3 separate regions of the Mus musculus genome follow, and regions 1 and 2 are each linked to region 3. Evidence: chromatin contacts called from public promoter capture Hi-C data. All regions are on one chromosome and are shown on one strand. The core of a region is the stretch at or near the end of the contact, and the rest is flanking DNA. Distances in the headings are between cores, read along the strand shown. Region 1 overlaps Rims1 (regulating synaptic membrane exocytosis 1). Region 2 has its middle 310 kb from the start of Kcnq5. Region 3 holds the start of Efhc1 (EF-hand domain (C-terminal) containing 1).

The links. Promoter capture Hi-C pulls out the DNA fragments that hold promoters and counts their contacts.
Region 1: a contact with region 3 is called in a promoter capture Hi-C map of embryonic stem cells, with 5 times the contacts expected there. The contact joins the enhancer-like site here to the promoter of Efhc1 in region 3. A contact is called at or near these places in 5 of 39 promoter capture datasets (the C10 cell line, cranial neural crest, embryonic stem cells and 2 more), 1 of 484 Hi-C or Micro-C datasets (differentiating embryonic stem cells) and 1 of 115 datasets of contacts at active chromatin or transcription factors (embryonic stem cells).
Region 2: a contact with region 3 is called in a promoter capture Hi-C map of hippocampal neurons, with 6 times the contacts expected there. The contact joins the enhancer-like site here to the promoter of Efhc1 in region 3. A contact is called at or near these places in 12 of 39 promoter capture datasets (the 3T3-L1 cell line, the C10 cell line, HPC-7-derived erythroid cells and 8 more), 5 of 484 Hi-C or Micro-C datasets (CD4 T cells, cortical neurons, neural progenitor cells and 2 more) and 1 of 115 datasets of contacts at active chromatin or transcription factors (astrocytes).

The regions. Positions count from the first base shown.
Region 1 is chr1:22,385,922-22,388,621 of GRCm38.p6, reverse strand. The region is part of intron 27 of Rims1 (regulating synaptic membrane exocytosis 1); the gene reads left to right. Among named protein-coding and RNA genes, the nearest start is that of Rims1, 420 kb to the left of the region's middle. Within about 2 kb of position 1,426, at least 2 of the 459 cell types and tissues checked have an H3K27ac peak or open chromatin away from gene starts, as enhancers often do. A contact at or near this core is called in embryonic stem cells, where this site is marked.
Region 2 is chr1:22,267,338-22,270,037 of GRCm38.p6, reverse strand. No RefSeq gene overlaps it. Among named protein-coding and RNA genes, the nearest start is that of Kcnq5, 310 kb to the right of the region's middle. Within about 2 kb of position 1,282, at least 7 of the 459 cell types and tissues checked have an H3K27ac peak or open chromatin away from gene starts, as enhancers often do.
Region 3 is chr1:20,950,298-20,952,997 of GRCm38.p6, reverse strand. Efhc1 (EF-hand domain (C-terminal) containing 1) reads right to left here and starts at 1,372. Exons shown (of 11, transcript NM_027974.1): 1 at 1,202-1,372. The coding sequence starts at 1,264. The region is part of intron 1 of Gm51618 (a long non-coding RNA gene); the gene reads left to right.

The DNA of each region.
Region 1 (2,700 bases), core at 177-2,676, 1.4 Mb before region 3:
AGGCTTCCTTCTCTAAGTTTTGTAAAGCCAGTGTGATATATTCACCCCATGAGTGTTAACTTGCTTGTCGCTGTTTGTGAGTCTCATGTTGGATAAAGGTTATCTTGTGCTGCCCCCATTAGTATTGGGTACTGTGTAATATTTAAGAGGAATTATGTTGAGGCTCAGGAACAATCGAAAACATTTCTATACTTGCAAACTGGGATTTGTTTTCTGTAATGCATGTGCTCTCAGGTTGACAAACTGATCCAGAGCGGAGGCTCTTTACAGATTTATTTTCATGTATAGTATAAAAGACAGTGCTGATGCAGAAGTTAAGCGAGGACCTGACACATCATTAGCTTGCTTAGGACTGAAAGTGAGGTTGAACATCAAGGGAAGACACTATCTCTTAATTTTAAATACAACAGAGATAATAATATAAAAATCAGCTCATTTTTCTCTTAACACCTATAGTTTGGGTAAATTGGCAAATTTAAAATGTTGGAAAGTATGCAATAGAGCCAAAAACTGAATCATTGTAGTCCCTGTTTTTACATGTGTGAAGGGGAAAAAGAAGATAGCAAAAGTGTTTCTCTCAGGACGCCCTCCTCTTTATAAGTAGAAATTCTGAATAAAGTAGAGACTTTTCAGAGACCACAGGACAACAAGCCTCAGTTTTAGATCCAACCAATCCCCACTGACTGTCCATACTGAAAATGTTGCATTTTAAATCCTCAAATGTCAGCTCACTTTACCAGGTAGAACATTTTAAGTCAGAGTTATATTAAAAATGCCTTTGCGTTCAGACTTTGTATCATTTTTAATGTCTTTGTACTTTCTATTCTCTATAGTATGCTGTTATTTATCTCTGCTTCCTCTCTAGGAGTGAACTCACTTTGTAAAGTACAGTGCTTCAAAGAAAACAATTATTTTTTTAATTATTTATTTATTCACTTTACATCCCAATATCACTCCCTCCTTCCAGTCCCCACTCCGGCAGCTCTTCCCCTCATGTCCCCTCCCCTTCTCTAAGAAGTGGGACCCCACCTGGGTATCACACTTTCCTACCCCCCCACCCCTGAAACATCAGTCACTGCAGGACTAAGTCCATCCATTCTCACTGAGGACAGACAAGGCAGCCCAGGTAGGAGAATGGGATCCACAGGCAGGCAACAAATTTACTGACAATGCTTGTTCCAGTTGTTGGCGACCAGCATGAAGGCCAAGCTTCACATCTGCTACATATGGGGGTGTGACTAGGTCCAGCCCATGCTCACTCTTTGGTTGGTGGTCCAGGCTCTGAGAGCCCCCAGGGGTCCACATTAAACTCTGTGGGACTTCCTGTGTGGTCTATCCTTCCCACTACTCTTCCACAGGACTCCCCAAGCTCCATCTAATGCTTGACTGTGAGTCTCTGCATCTGTTTCCGTCAGCTGTTGGGTGGAGCCTCTCAGCGGGCAGTCATGCTAGGTTCCTGTCTGCAAGCACAACAAAGTATCATTAACAGTGTCAGGGATTAGTGCTTGCCCATCAGATGGACCTCAAGTTGGGCTGTTCATTGGTGTCACCTAAAGTGATTCAGGTGTTGATAAGAGCTGAAAGGATTATTTTTCTAGCAAATCCAGGGATATCTGCAGTCAGTGCCATAGTCGCTGTAAAATGTTACATTCGATCTGATGTCTTTCAGGCGTAAGGGCAATTATCAGTTTTCTTGGGAGGTAGACTGGGGAAAGAGGGTCTTTCACTCTCTCCAAACTAACACAATGTTGCCATTTAAGAAGGAGGTGGATATTTACATTTTTCCAACTATGAGATATGATAGTAGATCAACATGGGCTCAGATATTCTGTCCTTGAGTTATTGAGTTTCAGATCGACTCACATGAGCTAGTGTTTGCAAAGACAATGATGAAAATCTTTTTTTTTTATTCCAAAAGACCTAATGTAGAAATGCAGTTTGTTTATTTAAAGTCATATTTCACAGAAAACGCTTGTAAAATATGAGAAGTTTTAATGTGTTTGCGTGTTTTGCCTGTACCAATAGTTTATGCATACAGTACATGTATGCAGTGCCCATGGAGGCCAGAAGAGGGCATTAGATACCATGGACTGGAGTTAAAGATGCCTGCGAATAGAACCTGGATCCTCTGAAAGAGGAGTCAGTGTTTTTAATCACTCCAGACCCAAATATCAAAATGTAAGCTTCTGTTAATTTCTAGACTTAAAGATTTTTGAAATCAGTACATATTTATTTTTACATAAATGTAAATTCATGAAAACTTTATTTTAACTTAGAATGTTAATAAATCACATGTGTCTATAACATTTAAGAGATTTTAGGCAAATGGGAAACATTTCCGAGATAACATTGTCTTTGTTAGTGATATATAAAAATTTCAAAACTTAGTTAACAAACGTTAAGGATTATTAATCTTTTAAAATTTATTTGTATTAAACAAAATTGTAAGGGGGGCTCTGGAAAGATGACTAGCACTTAAGAGTATTTGTTTTCTCTTGCTGTCCTCTTGTTTTCATGTATGGAAGGTTCTTTTCTTCCCTAATAGTATTTTATTTTATTTTATTTACATCCTAATTGCAGTCCAGCTCCCTCTTCCCCTCCCAGTCCTGTCCTTATAAAGTCCTCCCACATTACCACCTCCCCTTTTCCATAGAAAAGGGGAAGTCCCTCTTGGGTAACACGTGACCCTGGGACTTCAAG
Region 2 (2,700 bases), core at 33-2,532, 1.3 Mb before region 3:
TTCATTTCCCTAGCCATTTATAACTCTTACATTTGATTAAAATTACCAATTTCATACCTGAGAACAATGTTTTAGGGCTTCATTTATGTTCTTGAGACATTCTTGGAGTGAGGCTTTCAAATAATATCTTAAAGAGTTATGAGGTGTTCTCCTCACACATTTGTAGTGGTGATGGTAGAGGTAGGTCCTAGAACATCCACTCTTAAGACCTCAGGTCATGATTCTGAGCATTAGTGTGTTTGGCAATTTGATTATGGTTTAGGGAGTGGAGATGCTGGTGTGTATCACTCAGGAATATCTACTAAGGGAAAAAGGAAGCTGGTGCCGAAGAACAATAATTTTAATATATGGCAACTGTATATCAAACATGACTCAGAGGTTTTTAAAATTCCTTTTCCTAGAAAACTAGGCAATCAAAATGCTAGATGACAGAAAATTAAACAAACAAAAGACTCTCCAGAGTGTGGGTAGATGGCCTCACGGCAGAAAAACATAGAAGAAACCTCAAATACAGAGTGGGTAGTAGCTGGCCTCTTAAAACTGTGACCTCCTCATCTTTCCTCTCCAGAACCCCGCGTGTTGAAGACCACGCACACACAGATTGAGCAGGGACTACAACTCAAATTGAAATTCCCAGTGTGCTCTCATCTTCGGAGAGAGTGGTATTTGTGAATTGCCACCGATTATTGGCAGCTGTATTATATTGTTCTCCTCCCTTGTCGAATAAAAAAGAAAAGAGAGCATGTGCTGTCATACTCTGCCACACCAGCTGAAGGACACAAGTTCAATATTAAAACCTGACTTCCACTCTGAACTCTGTCTTGCCCAAGTAGAAAACAAATGTAGTGGGGCATTTCAGCCACAAGATGGCAGCAGCGCTTCATGCAGCTTGGATACCCTTCACAGTACCATTGCCATAAAAATCTCAAGAGCAATTACAGCAGAATGGACCAAACTTGAAAGTTTGAGGCCAAACCTCGGAAACTGTCTTTACCATTACATAAACACATCTGCTTTGGAACTTTAACTGTCTTAAAATTTCAAAAATGTCCACATCCTTATCATTCTTTCTCATTAAAGAATTACGTACGATGCCTTCTTTTGTAATACGGAGTTTTACTCTTAAAGCTTTCAAATTGCAGTAAGTTCGTGTGATTTTCCTTAATGAGTCTGGCCGGAGAATCACTTACTCAATACGGAGTTGGTTGATGCTCAGGATCACGTTACAAGCAACCCCTAAGTGCCCAGACCAGACAACAGAAGCTAGGCATCGGGAGCTCTGAGGCACACGGGAAAACATTCAAAGCCAGGCTGGGTTAAACATCTGGAAGCTTGAAGAGCCGGGGGGGGGGGGGGGGGGAAACATACAAAGCTAGACTATGTTAAACGTTGGGAAATTGTGAAGGCTCCTAGGTCTACCACAACAAATTACCACAAAGTGGGTGACATAAAATAACAAGAGTTGTGTGTAAGCCCCGAGAGGTCAGAAACACAAAGCCATGGTAACTCAGAGGGATTGAGTAGCCTTAGAATATAGGAAGAATCTTTTCATAACCTTCCTAGTTTCTGAAGCTCCAGGTGGCCTTTGGAAGGTGGCAGTCTCTGTCACCACATTCCTTTGCCCTTCTACCCTAGATCCCTGAGGCTGTCATTGGAGTTTGGGTGTGGCAAGACCTCTTCTAAGGATATTAACTATTACAAAGAGTTGCAAACACAGGTACATTCTCACGTTCCCGGCATGCCTGTGGTTCAGGTAAATGAGGTCATTTCCATTCAGGTTCAGGTGGAAGCCGATTCGCGTCTGGTATCTTCCCAGTCTCATTACCACGAGTAACTAAGTCAGTCTGGAGAGAAGCCAGACCATAGCCACTGAATCAGTAAAGTTCCATTAACTATGAATCTGGGAGCTTCCCATCAACAAATGAACAAAAACAAAAAAGCAAAAAGAAGCCAAGAAATAACAACAACAAGACCTTCAAAATGTCTCTGAAAACCTTTCTGTGAGTCCTTGAAACAACTTGCTAGATGCGTTTTAACAGCCACTGCAACAATTTATACTTTTTACAATAACAACAAAACGTTCAAGTTGGGTTTTTCTTTTTTAAAAATGTATTATTCATTTTAACATTACCTATATACATGCATGTCTGTGTTTGGTGACATGCACGTGAGTGCCCAAGAGGCCAGAAGAGGGCATGAGATACACCGGAGTTGGAATGACAAGTGATCATGAGCCATCTGATGTGGCACTTAAAGGTCCTCTATAAGACGCTAGTATCTCTCAACTCCTAAATTAATCTTTTTGTGACGGGTATAAACAACTGGTTGTGAAATCTCACTATTTTCTGATATTGAACAGAAAACACAGACAATAATACTGACTACCTTGCATGTCTCAAAGGAATACATGAAGCATTCTTGATTATACAAAACGGTATAAGAACGGGACCTGTGTTTCCCACTCTCATCCTAACAGCCCACAGAGGAACAGTATAGATGCAGACACAGAGCCAGAGCCCTTCCTTCCTCAAAGGCTGGTCTTCTAACCCAACCACTAGGAGCAGTGTGACTTGAGAGCTTGTTGGAGATGTGGAACCTCAGATTCCATCCAAAACTGAATCAAAGGCGTCTTATAATGTCATCCCTGGGGAGGTATCTGGACACTAATCTTGGGAGAACTCTGCCCTAAGTGATTTTGTT
Region 3 (2,700 bases), core at 123-2,622:
TCTGAGCATGTGTGTGTGGGGGGATATGAGTGTATATGCACATGCCTGTTTGCATGTATGTGGAAATACATATGAAAGACCAAAGTTGGCATGGGTAGGCTGCATCAGGTAAGGGTCAGTCTAGCTAAGCGTCTTGCTTGGGTATTAAGGATCTGAACTCCACTCCTCTTATGAGAGCAGCAAGTGCTTTATCCTCTGAGCCACTTCCTTTTCACGAAGCTCCTGTTCTGTCTGGTTTGGATCTGCTGTCGTTTGGAGACAGTGACTAGCTATGTAGCCCAGGCTAGACTCAAATTGGCCACCCGTATGCCTCAGCTTCCTGAAAGCTGAGATTACGAATGTGCATCGCCACCCTGGACTTTATTTAATTTAATATTTAATTTCATCTAGATGATGACTATAAACAGTTGGGGCAAAGGAGTAAAATGCAATCTGAACGGGAGCCCTGTGTGTTGGCATGTCTTTAATCCAAGCAGTCTGCAGGCCGAGGCAGGTGGTTCTCAGGTTCAAGGCCAGCCTAGGCTGCAGACAAGATAAAACAACAACCTCCCCCCCCACACACACACACAGTCTGAAAATGAATCATGTGTGTAAGTACACACACACGGGCTACAGAAAGAGAAACATTAAGTGGTTCATTCCTATGGTTGAGACGGAAGAAATACAAGGAGAGGAGGAAGAATGCTTTACAGAGAAAAACTACAAGAAAACCAGCATGTGGGGGCGGCGGGAGGTGGGGGATTCAATTCTAGGGAAGGCTGTAGCTGGAGAGAAAAGTGACCCTTAACTCAAAAGGCCAGAGACTGGGGTGGGGACCCGTCAGGAAAGGAGTACGTGGAAAAGATGCATACACATAGAGGAAAGGGGTTGAAGGGCAGTGACCCTGAGGATTCAGAAGCGGTGAGACAAATCCAGAATGAGGCTGCTGTGGAGAGACGGTAGGAGAGGATGAAGGCGCTGAGTAGGGTTACAGTGCAGCTGGGGAGAGGCCTGGAGACAGCCTGGGGTAATCGGGCCAGAAGGCAGGTAGATGGGGCAGTAAAGAAAGAACAGGGCCACGGTGAGGACCCAGGAGGGTGAGTGGACTACCAAGAGGCCAAGCAAAATCGGCAGAGGCTGGGATGCGCGAGGACGACGGAGCCTGCGGAATGAAGGAGCGCAGAGGCGAGCCAAGTGGAGAACCCTTCGGGCTGGCCCTCACCGTGGAGTCTGTAAAGGACGAGCCCGGGAGAAAGGGCAGGCCGTGCACCGGGTTGGTCCCCATCGCTGCCCTGCAGCTGCCACCTCGGTTGCCTTTTGCCGCTCGGGTTACCCTGGCAACAAACTGCACTCGCGGGCCTCTCCAGACTCCCTGGTAACGCCAAACACACTAGTCGAGAGAGGGGAGGAGCGGCGGGGAGGAGGGGAGGATGTTAGGGGGCGGGGAAAGGGAGGCGGAGGCCAGGTCTGCGCCTGCGCACAGCACTACTGACTCTAGTGGCCACAGGACGTGGCTAATGGGTGTGGCAGAGGCGGCTCCGCCCCCTTTCTTTCCCATACTTTTCCCTTTCTCCTCAGCCCCCACTTCCTGGCTCCCAGAGGATGCAACCTAGGGGTGGGCTGAAGAAAGCGGATGTTCTTAGGCCTTGGCTCGCGCAGTGAGGTCTGGGATTGGACCACGTCCCTTTAGATCAGTTGTTACAAAGAAGTTCCTTGCTCCACGTTAGTCCTCCCAAGAGCTCAGGCACCCTTTCTCTGGGGAAAGAGCTGCTGTCCTAGTCCAGACACAATGTACAGTGGTTGCTCCCCAGTGAAAGCGCTAAATACTTCAGACTCATCAAATTATGAGGCAAGGGCTGTGGATTAGATTATAATCGACTGCATTTTCGTTGCTCAGACTTGATCCGATTTGAAGCCCCAGTCTTTCCACGGCTTCCTGGTCCCCTCTTAGCTATCTGTTCCACCGTAGATTCCTATAGATTGTGTGCTGAGGTCTCAGAACTTTACTGGGTATCTGTTGACTGAAAAGCTGGAGAGTGCCTACGCCTACCTTAGTCCTTGCTTTATAGCTATAGCATCAGTGATACATAAGAACCACAGAGGAAGAGAGAACCTTCAAAGAGAGACCGAGTCATGAGAAAGAAGTAATTCAGGGGAGTGAAATATTGTCAGGGTCATGTGTACTGCAGAGTATAGCATTTTCTGGACAACTTTTTTTTTTTCCTTTAAAAAAAAAGTGACCCCATTCCTGAAAGATCATCAGGAAAAGAAAGAAACCAAGAGTCTGTCAGCATGGGGAAATAAAAGGGAAGCTAAGATGCCCAGAGATTTTTTTCCATTATGTCTCAAATTTCCTAGGAGTTTGGTCTTTATAACATGTTTTCTGACCTAGGAATTTAGAGAAACGGTAGAGTAGTAAGCCTGAGGGAGAGTATCATGGGTCATTTGCTGCCACCAGTTAAGATGGCAGCTGCATTAGTCAGGGTTCCCTAGAGGAGCAGAACTGATGGAATGAATAAACACATTGATTGATGTTGGCTGTAGGTGCCGAAGTAAATAGAGAAGCTTACCAAGATGCTAAGCCTTCATTTTCTGAAGGGGCAAGAGGGTTCATCCTTCTTGGAAAAGGCTGGCATCCCGCTAGCTCACTCCAGTGACTTTGTTCAAATATTATACAAGCTTAATTGGGGCTGGGAAGGTTCTAGCTACCAAAGTTATCTT